Linked DNA regions of Gossypium hirsutum: regions 1 and 2 are each linked to region 3. A link is a contact called in public Hi-C data. All regions are on one chromosome and are shown on one strand. The core of a region is the stretch at or near the end of the contact, and the rest is flanking DNA. Distances in the headings are between cores, read along the strand shown. Region 1 overlaps LOC107929673 (cationic amino acid transporter 9, chloroplastic). Region 2 holds the start of LOC107929670 (nitrate regulatory gene2 protein). Region 3 holds the start of LOC121204493 (autophagy-related protein 3).

Region 1 (3,077 bases), core at 321-2,820, 280 kb before region 3:
GCACATGCTGGCTTTCTGCTTGGTTTAACATGACCAGCTGAATTGGTAAACCTCTTAATATGATTTTTTGAACCCATTAATGCACTCTTCTCAGGCTTATTCAGATCCTCCAGGGTTTTCTTGTCCATGGGTTCCGATTGTGCCATCTGTTTGCATCTTTTTCAACATATACCTGTTTGCTCAGGTATGCCTGCAAAATGCCCTCACTACAATCCTTTTGAATTAGTGCATTGAATTTGTGTAACCAATTCATAAAGGAGTTAAAATTCGAAGAATTTATAGACCAAAGCCGGCTGGTGTTAATTACCCTATTTTTTTTGGCACAGTTGCACTATGAAGCGTGGATCAGATTCATCATCCTCAGCATAGTATCTGTAGGTATTTATGCATTTTATGGACAGTATCATGCTAATCCCCGTTTAGATGAGACAATTATTTACCATATGGCGCCTGAAGAAGATAGACACTGAGCATTAATGTACAGTCACCAATAGTTATTGGTGGGACTTGTAGTCTATCATCCTATTATTGCACAATCAGCTTATAAAATTATTAGTGATCATAGATGTAGATTTCTATTAGAAAATGTTGGCATCTCTGCTGACTAATAAACAAAGTGTATTTACACGGTCTTCTCTACAGTACATTTAATTTCTTACCAACTAGGTAGGTTCTCCTCGAGCTGTCGTTTTTACAACTGTTAAGATACAGATTAATTTGTGGATCATTGACTTCTTGTGGTGTTTGACTGTTCTACAATGCATACATTTATGTCACATGGCTAGAATTTTAGTTTCGTAAGCTACGTGGTTGCTTCAAATCCACTTAAGTTCGCCTACCTCTTGAAAATGAAAATTCAAAAGTAAAATTCTCTATGACATCCAAATAAAGTGAAAGTAATTCAGAAAGACAAAGGGATTTGAATCAAATAGAAATGCCATGAGAAAATTATAGCACACCAAGTGTTTGAATAAATATTCTCTAATGTATTTTATAACTCTAAATAAAAATAATAGGATTATTACTAATGAAAGAGGAAGATTTTATTTATAGTTGAGTTCTTTAAGATCTAATAGTAAATATCGGATTACATCGATAACTAAAATTAGTGTCTATCTACAAATTGAGAGTCTAATGGATTTAAACTCTATACATTTTTATTTATTAGAATTTACAATAATTATCTCGTTAATTCTAATTTTATTGGAGTGATTCACCAATTCATCAAGCAATCAAGTAGATGGGTTTTTTCATATGTTTCATGAATCGAGTTAGTTCAAGTGAATTAAATAAGTCACACTTAAGTAGTCGACCTCTATGTGAGGTTTTATGTGCATTTGTCACGAGCTTTGATTTGTGACTCATGACATTCTCCTCCATCCATTCTCGCAACGCCCTTGTCACGTCTTCAAAATGACATCGGGTTGACTTGTCTCAAAATTGTTTCAATGCCTCAGTTGATTTTTAACTAGTCTCTCTGTCCTCTTTGTCAGATAGTTTCACCCCTCAGAACATTTGTCTCGAGTTATGTCTCCGCCATCGTTTAACTCGAACTGCATTTCTCTTTTGCAAGAGCTCATCGCTCTTACTTGCCTCTATCGTGACATGTCTTCTATAGAGATCCAATTACTACTTCAATATACCCTTTCTATCATTCGTAATGAGAGGTTCCACTTCTGGAGGCACCTCTTCCATCTAGTAGATCAGAACGTTATATCTTCACGCTTTTGTTGCCAGAATGTGCGTTGCTCCTTTCAACGTTTGAGGTGTGTGTTCGAAAGATAACCTCTTGGACCTGGAATTTCTATTTTTTTTCTTTTTTGAAATTAAAACTTCAGATGGGGCTTTTATAAACTCAAATAAAAAAAAGAACAATCAGTCCAAAAATAAAATAAACAAGAGCATGAAATAGGCCCAAGTTAAAAAGGCCTATATCAGAAAAATTGAATCTAAAAGATAAGAAAAATCTAGACTAAAATAATTATAACCGAAGATTTTCCCAATCAGAAAATCCTGACGCCTATCACTCTATCTTTCTGTCATTCCGTTCTTCAAGGCATTTTCATTTATGAGGGGAGTTTTAATCACCGAAAAAACACTCCATTTTGAAACATTTTCCCCTTCTTTCTTTTCATCTTCTTTCATCTTCAGTCTGGTTCTCGCTCACTGTTAATTACTTTTTGCTATTCTGCATATCGAGGAACTCATTCAACCAGGTATATCTCTTCCTTCGTCTTTAACGTTTCTATTGCTAGTATGTAGGCTAAAACATTTACTGATCTTAGAGTATGTTCAAATCTGAAATACTTAGATCTAGATGCTACCTGATGAATATCGTAAATATATGCTTCGATCTGCGACTTGTCTTGCCTTTTCGCCTTACATTTTTTTATTACCGATAACGAATCTCCTTCAACGATGATTTCTGACCATTTCATTTCTATTCCTATCTGGATTGCTTTTCGGCAAGTGACCGCTTCTGCTGCGAAGGCGGAGGGAACTTCTTGATGAATTTCTAAGCAAGAGAAGAGAACAACCCCTTCTCTGTTTCTAACCACTATCCCTGAAGCCGATTGGAAGTGTCTCGCATCATATGCTCCATCAAAGTTTATTTTCACTCCCTGTCCGGGTGGGTTTTTCCATTTTCCAACATCCTCCAAGTTTTTGACTTTCTTGATTCGACACCATATTGTTCTTTAATATAGTTTTTGACAAAAATTGCTATCTCCTGACCATTTCTACTGACTTTATCATAGATTCAAGTGTTTCTGTCACCCCAGATGGCTCATAACACACAACCAATTAGTCTGCATTGAGAGGGAGAGTACTGGGCAAAGATCTAGGTGAGCCATTTTATGAAATCTAGATTAGTATTCTGTAGAAGATTTGGGATTGCTAATGCACTCCATACTGATACTGAAATAGGGCATTCGCAAAAAAGATGATCCATAGTTTCGGCTCCTACACCACAACAGGGACAATTTGAGTTATTGACTAGCTTCCTGTGCTGCATGTTGACTCGTGTGGCACGCAATTCCATGAGAGTTTCCAGATTGTAATTTTTATTTTTGTAGGCA
Region 2 (3,336 bases), core at 609-3,108, 390 kb before region 3:
AAAAAAGCAAAAAAGTGTAAAGAAATCTATGGCGAGCAACCCAAAAAAAGAGAAGGGATAGAAAAACAAATGAAGCTTTAGGCAGTTGCGCGTACGTTAATGGTGGCGCTCGCCTGATTTAAGCTTAGTAAATTGCAAATGTTACTTTGTTTTAGAAAAAAGAGCAAAAGATGACAACCGTATCGAGATATAGCGAATTGAAATTTACATGAAAAAACGATTTTGAATTTTTTTTTCTTTTTTATATCCTATTACTTGTGAAAGTAGATTTATAAATGCTGAAGAAAAAGAGATGATTGCTTTAAGTATTCATTTCCTCTTTGTGCTAGCGGAAAGAAGGACAATATGTAAAAATGAAATGAGTGGGTATTTTGTGCTCACTAAGCTAAAAGCAGTTGATAGTAACTGTTTGTAAAATGCAGTAATTATAGAGATTTGAATCAATACTCGTGTTCCCTTTGAAAATATTGAATCTCTTTCATCTTCATCAACTGGTGAAGTATGCTACGTTCCAATTAAAACTAAATTAGATTTTATCGGCAAAAATTGAACTGATTAGTAAGATGCACAAAAGCAGTGCAACTAAAAAGCATAGAAAGGAAGAGTAACATAAAAATTCGACCATGAGTGGATCCTTTTAAAGAAAAGCAACGTTCATTAAAAACAAAAATAAACCAAGTGGGAGGTTTACTTTCCCTCATCCTTTTCTATTTTATTTCCATATTCTAACTGGACCCAACCCAACCTCTCTTGTCTTTTCTTTTCTTCTTATTATTGGTGTTAATTCTTCATTTTACCTTTTGATTCTACACTTTTAGTTTGCCCATGTAACCATTAACAACGAAGCCTTTAACAGTGTGAAAGATCCTTTCTTGCTTAAGCCATTCTAATTCCCCACCTCACTAGCTAAGCCACACACATGCAGCAAACATCTGTTTCTACTTGCAGTTAATTAACAAACGTAAAAGTACCTTTAAAAGATTTTCCAGAATTTTGAAACAGTTGTTTTTTAAGTACAACAGAGGCAAATCTTCTTGCTCTCCAAGTGTAAACTAAAAGCTGCACACAGATGTACATATATCATATGGTATAGAAATATTATATCGCTCCTGCTTTGGGTTCTGTAATGCAAGCGTCCAAGAACGAGAATCCAAGCAGGTTCTTAAAAGTCGAAAGAAAAAGATGGAACTTGTTATCTTCCCAAAAGGAATACGTTTTTCTAGATTTGATTATCTTAATGTTTTTCTATTATATCGTTTTAGTGGACATGCCCGGATTAGATTAACATAATTTTGGACCCACATTGTTTCTAAGAGTAGACCCAAATGAGTCATTTTAGCTTCATCAGACAAAATAGCTAATAGAAACGCGATTAATCAGTAAATTTTGACAATTTGGTCTTATAATTTTCTAAAACACAAATCATTCACTACTACAACTAAAGGCAGCCACCGCATCAATCTGGATTCAGCATATCAAACAAATAGAAACACTTCAATTGTTTCAATGCCCTCAAGTCAAAACGAGGCGTGAAATTAAACAGTTCCTACATAGAAAAAGGTTAACAAACAAAGTCCCCTCAAATTCTTTAATCACAGTAATTTCAGACACTCACCGTACATTCCAACTCAGACTAGCCCCCCCCCCCCCCAAAAGTCTCCAAAGCCCCTAACGCTGTCCTCACGTAACCATCTTGACACAAAGCTTTCTTTTCTTACAACGGTACTGAAACAATAGATGCTTGCTTTGTTTTACTTTCAAAATCCAACATCCAAAGATGGAGTTTTGGTCATGCTCATTGCAGAAAACAGGAAATAGAAAGGAAAAAGGACAAATAGGGATTGTGGTTTACAATATAAGTATAAAAAGATCAAAGAGAAGGGAGTTATATTAAGATAAACAAATTGTGAAGCAAAAGCAACCAACCATTCATTCTGATTTCTGACCCCACAGACCGTGGGGGTATTTATGTGCTATGTATGAGACATTTTTGGTGCTGTTTAGGTCCCACCACGTTTTCTTTGGCAAACAGCTAGCATAGCAGAAGAAAAAGAAAGAAAGAAAGGATCTATTTTCTCAAATCAAACAAAACAAATTCACATAAAGAGGCACCCAAACAGCCACCGCAAGTCATAAGAACCTTTTCAAGACATTTTAGAGCTAAAGGCTTACTAGTTGGAATGGATTGGAGAGGTCCTTTTTTACCTGACAGGAACCCCTGCCTAGCTCAACAGGCACATGGTATGTCATACGTGTGTCTCTGCTACTACATCGTTTATCCAAAGTAAGCAAAGCTATGATGAAGAAGAAGAGCAGCTCAGCTTCATTTTCTCATGGTGATGCATCGCCTAAAGAGGTGTCGGACACATGTTGCCGGTCATCAGGAAACCCAAGTTTCGCATACAACCCCTGAACCATGAAATAATATATTATCTATTACCAATTCGATCAGTATATGTGTAGTTATCATTAAAGAATGATAGACTGAATAAAATTATGCAGTTCAATCACTGCAGTAATTTGATCTTAAACCAACTCTTTGATGATTGCATTGGCAAAAGTCATGCCAGGGACTAAGAGGTTTCTTTTAGTGGCTAAAATAGTTGACTTCAGTGAATGCAATGATAGAATTAATACTTTATGCTGTATCATGTTCCACTGATCTAGGAACACTAATAAGGACCATTTCAGGTCTGCTACTACCACACAAGGAAAATAACCCTACAAATATAGTTCTCAGTACATATAAACCTACAAATGTGTTACTGAGCTTCCATGCGGCAATCAAGGAATACGAGGCCAAAACAAAGAAAAATAGACAGACATACCATGACAATATTGATTGCATAAGCGACACAAGTGCTCCTGAAGACTTGAAACAAAACCAATGACAACTATAATGAACTCCATACAATTTTTTAATCAGTAGGAGCAAAGCATAGATTATGCAACTGCCACTTAGCCATTTGAGCTGCCAGCCAGGTTGCAAGAACCAAGGACTTTACATGTTACTTGTCAGGTCAGCATTGACAGAAAGCACATCTTATTTTCCCAAAAATTCTAGGGTGAGAACTTTCTGTTTCAGGGAAAGATTTCGTTACCTGCAGCATATGCCATTCCTCAAATTCATCAAACAATTCCCGCTGCTCAATTCTGATCACCAGATAAGTCACATTTAAGAGCCCCCTTAAAGAATATATCAGAAACGCAGAAATGACCAGCTTCCCAGCGAAAAGTAGAAGAAAGGAGCTAAAGCTGTGAACCAAGAAATTGCAATGAATCTCCTTTTATATCTTCCCAAAAACCTTAAAAGAAAGGCTGCTTAAAAAGGAAGCA
Region 3 (2,946 bases), core at 442-2,941:
TCAGAATAATAAGTGAAGTCAAGGTGGATTCTTTCCTGGGTATTGTCTCTCTCATTGGTTTATTCAATTATTTTCTTACTTTATTCTCTGTCGAATTCTTAATAATTAGTTTAGATAATTTTAGATTAAAAATAAACTTCTTCAATTTACCGGCTAGATAATAGAAAGATAGTAAGTAATAGTACTTTTAGTCCTCGTGGATACAATATTCCCGACTCACCATAGCTATACTATTATTCGATAGGTGCGCTTGCCTTTGTCGTGATTTTAGTTAAGTGAATCATCATCATGCCTATACATTGCTTTTCCATTAAAACTTAATGATTCTCCTCTTTGCTGTAATGAACTTACAATATCCCAGAGACCAACCAAACATAAAACTTTTTATGCATATTAGACCATACACAAGTTTTCTTTTTTGGTGTGCTTGTGCGTGCATCCGTTCAATGTTTGAGTTTTTTTTCGTTAAGTTTCTTGTTAATGCTCGAGATGTGTTCTTTGTTGCCTAATGTCTAGCAATATTCAAAATGGGTGTCGCCTTTGATTTGGGCACCACTAGTGTCACCTGCCAATATGGCACCACCAAACTGACACCCTATATGACCCGTATAAGATATGCCTTTTGATGCCGCCAATCAACAAGGTACCACCTAATATAAAATTGTTTTAAAAAAAATTAAACAGAAATCTGTCGGTGTCAGAAAAAATTGGTGGGGTTGCCTCTGTACCACCCTCCACCACCTAAAACAACCCATACCCGTAATTAATGGGTTTGGGATACCATTTTCGAAATTTTTATTTTTTTACAATATATGGGTAAAAAAGTCAAGGTTTGAGGTTCAAGGTTCGGGGTTTGGGGTTCAGGGTAAAAAAAATTATAAAAATTATGTGTTAATGACATGAAAAAAGTGTTGAAATATCATTAAATAATTGAAAAAAGACCATGAATAATGTGGTGGGAAGGATCTATAAAACGATTTCTTGAATTATTGGGTTTTCATAGGAGAAAACTTGGATTTTTACAAAAAAGAAAAATTGACTTTTTATAGGTAAAAACCATTTTATCTTTTTAATTTCCTTTATTTTTTAATTTTTGAATTAATTTTAATTTTTCTGTAGTGAAAAGAAAATTTAGATTTTTATTGAGAAAAGTTAAAATTTAGATTTTTATTGAGAAAAGTTTAGGGTTTTATAGGAAAAACCAATTTTTTTTCATTTTAATTTCTTTTACTTTTTCCATTTTTAAATTTAAGTTTAGTTTAGTCTAGTAAAAAAAGAAAAACTTACATTTTTGCGAGAAATTACCTTCATTTTTATGAGAGAAAACCTGGATTTTTGCAAAGAATATTACTCACCAAAATGAAATATTTTAATTCTAAATTGAAATATTTTTGACCAAAATAAAATTTTATTAAAATTGAGAAACTAAAGTATAGAAACATCCCCGTTAGCCAAATTAAGGGTGAGTGGCTAGAACCAACCATCTAAGGCAGTGCTAGATTTGAATTTTTCTTATTTTCAGTGACCAAATGAAAACTTACAAGAGTTAGCTGATTAAATGCGAAATTTACCCAAGTATTAATTGAGGGGCGTAACCTACACATGCGACTAACCAATCACAGCCGTCCGTGCCAGACCATCGGGTTTACGATGTCCAATGGGCTCACGGATGATAGAACTCATACGCCACACGCTATTATTTTCTCCTACGCAACACAACACCACAACGCAAGCGCATTCGACGATCCCTTTCTCTCTCTACCTCGTCCGTACGGGATCTCTAGGATTTCAACCTTCGACTTCGATTGAATCGCTAGGGTTTTGATTATATCCTCTCTCCTTTGATCGTACATTAAATTGAATCAAGAAATTCGGAAAAAATATGGTACTTTCTCAGAGGATTCATGAGGCATTCAAAGGAACTGTGGAAAGAATAACAGGGCCTCGAACCGTCTCTGCTTTTAAAGAGAAAGGAGTTTTAAGCGTCTCCGAGTTCATCCTGGCCGGTGATAATCTCGTATCCAAATGCCCTACCTGGTCTTGGTATCTTCACCATACTATCAACATATGTATCTTTGGTTCTTTGTTTGTAACTTGCTTTAGTAGTTTTGGAATTATATGAATCCTTTTATATTTTCATATTATACATCGACATTAATGGATTAATAGTTTTGGGGAAAATTTGTCGTATAGCTTCATAATTCATGGTATAACAATTTAACTCAGTGAATTGTTATGAATACTAGGGAATCTGGAGAGCCAAGCAAGAGGAAGTCCTATTTACCGACCGAAAAGCAATACTTGATTACTAGAAATGGTAAATTGACCACGATCTCACTTAATTTTCTTTTCTTGTTGTTTCAATTGATTTTCCTTTGAACTGCATATCTGATTAGTACTAGTAATTTTATTTGGTGATTTTGTGGTTAGTGCCCTGCCTAAGGAGGGCTGCGTCAGTGGAAGAAGAATATGAAGCTGCAGGAGGAGAGGTTCTTCTTGATAATGAAGACAATGATGGTTGGTTGGCAACTCATGGTAAACCCAAAGGTATTATCTTCTTCCTTGAGGTTGTGCTTGTGTTGATTCTAGGATGAATTTGTGGACTTCACACGGCTAATCTTCCTGACAGATAAAAGTGATGTGGAGGAAAACCTGCCTTCAATGGAGACTCTAGAAATAAGGCAGAATGCTGTAAGATCAATACCTTCTTATTTTGGGGTTGGTGAAGACGAAGAAGATATACCCGACATGGCTGATTATGAAGAAGCTGACAATCTTGTTGAGACTGATGCGGTAAGTGCTGAGAAACTTATATGATTTCTGAGATTCAAAAACTAGCCGAGTAACTTTTTCTTTTTGTAACCAGTTGATTTAGATTAGCCTTTTATCAGAGTTCTAAGCTTATCAACCAATGTCCTGCATTATCTTAATATTACATATCTTGGT

The links. A called contact is a pair of places that touch in the nucleus more often than the background predicts.
Region 1: a Hi-C map of petal shows a contact between it and region 3, with 8 times the contacts expected there. The contact joins the enhancer-like site here to the promoter of LOC121204493 in region 3. A contact is called at or near these places in 18 of 34 Hi-C or Micro-C datasets (anther, callus, fibers and 4 more).
Region 2: a contact with region 3 is called in a Hi-C map of leaf, with 1.8 times the contacts expected there. The contact joins the promoter of LOC107929670 here to the promoter of LOC121204493 in region 3. A contact is called at or near these places in 3 of 34 Hi-C or Micro-C datasets (hypocotyl and leaf).

Annotation. Positions count from the first base shown.
Region 1 is chrA08:106,460,399-106,463,475 of Gossypium_hirsutum_v2.1, reverse strand. LOC107929673 (cationic amino acid transporter 9, chloroplastic) reads left to right here. Exons shown (of 8, transcript XM_016861165.2): 7 at 95-184; 8 at 327-727. The coding sequence ends at 470. Among protein-coding and RNA genes, the nearest start is that of LOC107929673, 4.4 kb to the left of the region's middle. Within about 2 kb of position 1,570, at least 7 of the 9 cell types and tissues checked have an H3K27ac peak or open chromatin away from gene starts, as enhancers often do. A contact at or near this core is called in fibers and hypocotyl, where this site is marked.
Region 2 is chrA08:106,578,083-106,581,418 of Gossypium_hirsutum_v2.1, reverse strand. LOC107929670 (nitrate regulatory gene2 protein) reads right to left here and starts at 1,858. Exons shown (of 5, transcript XM_041074348.1): 1 at 1,616-1,858.
Region 3 is chrA08:106,184,494-106,187,439 of Gossypium_hirsutum_v2.1, reverse strand. It overlaps LOC121204493 (autophagy-related protein 3), which reads left to right and starts at 1,691. Exons shown (of 10, transcript XM_041074344.1): 1 at 1,691-2,043; 2 at 2,247-2,317; 3 at 2,431-2,547; 4 at 2,630-2,793. The coding sequence starts at 1,883.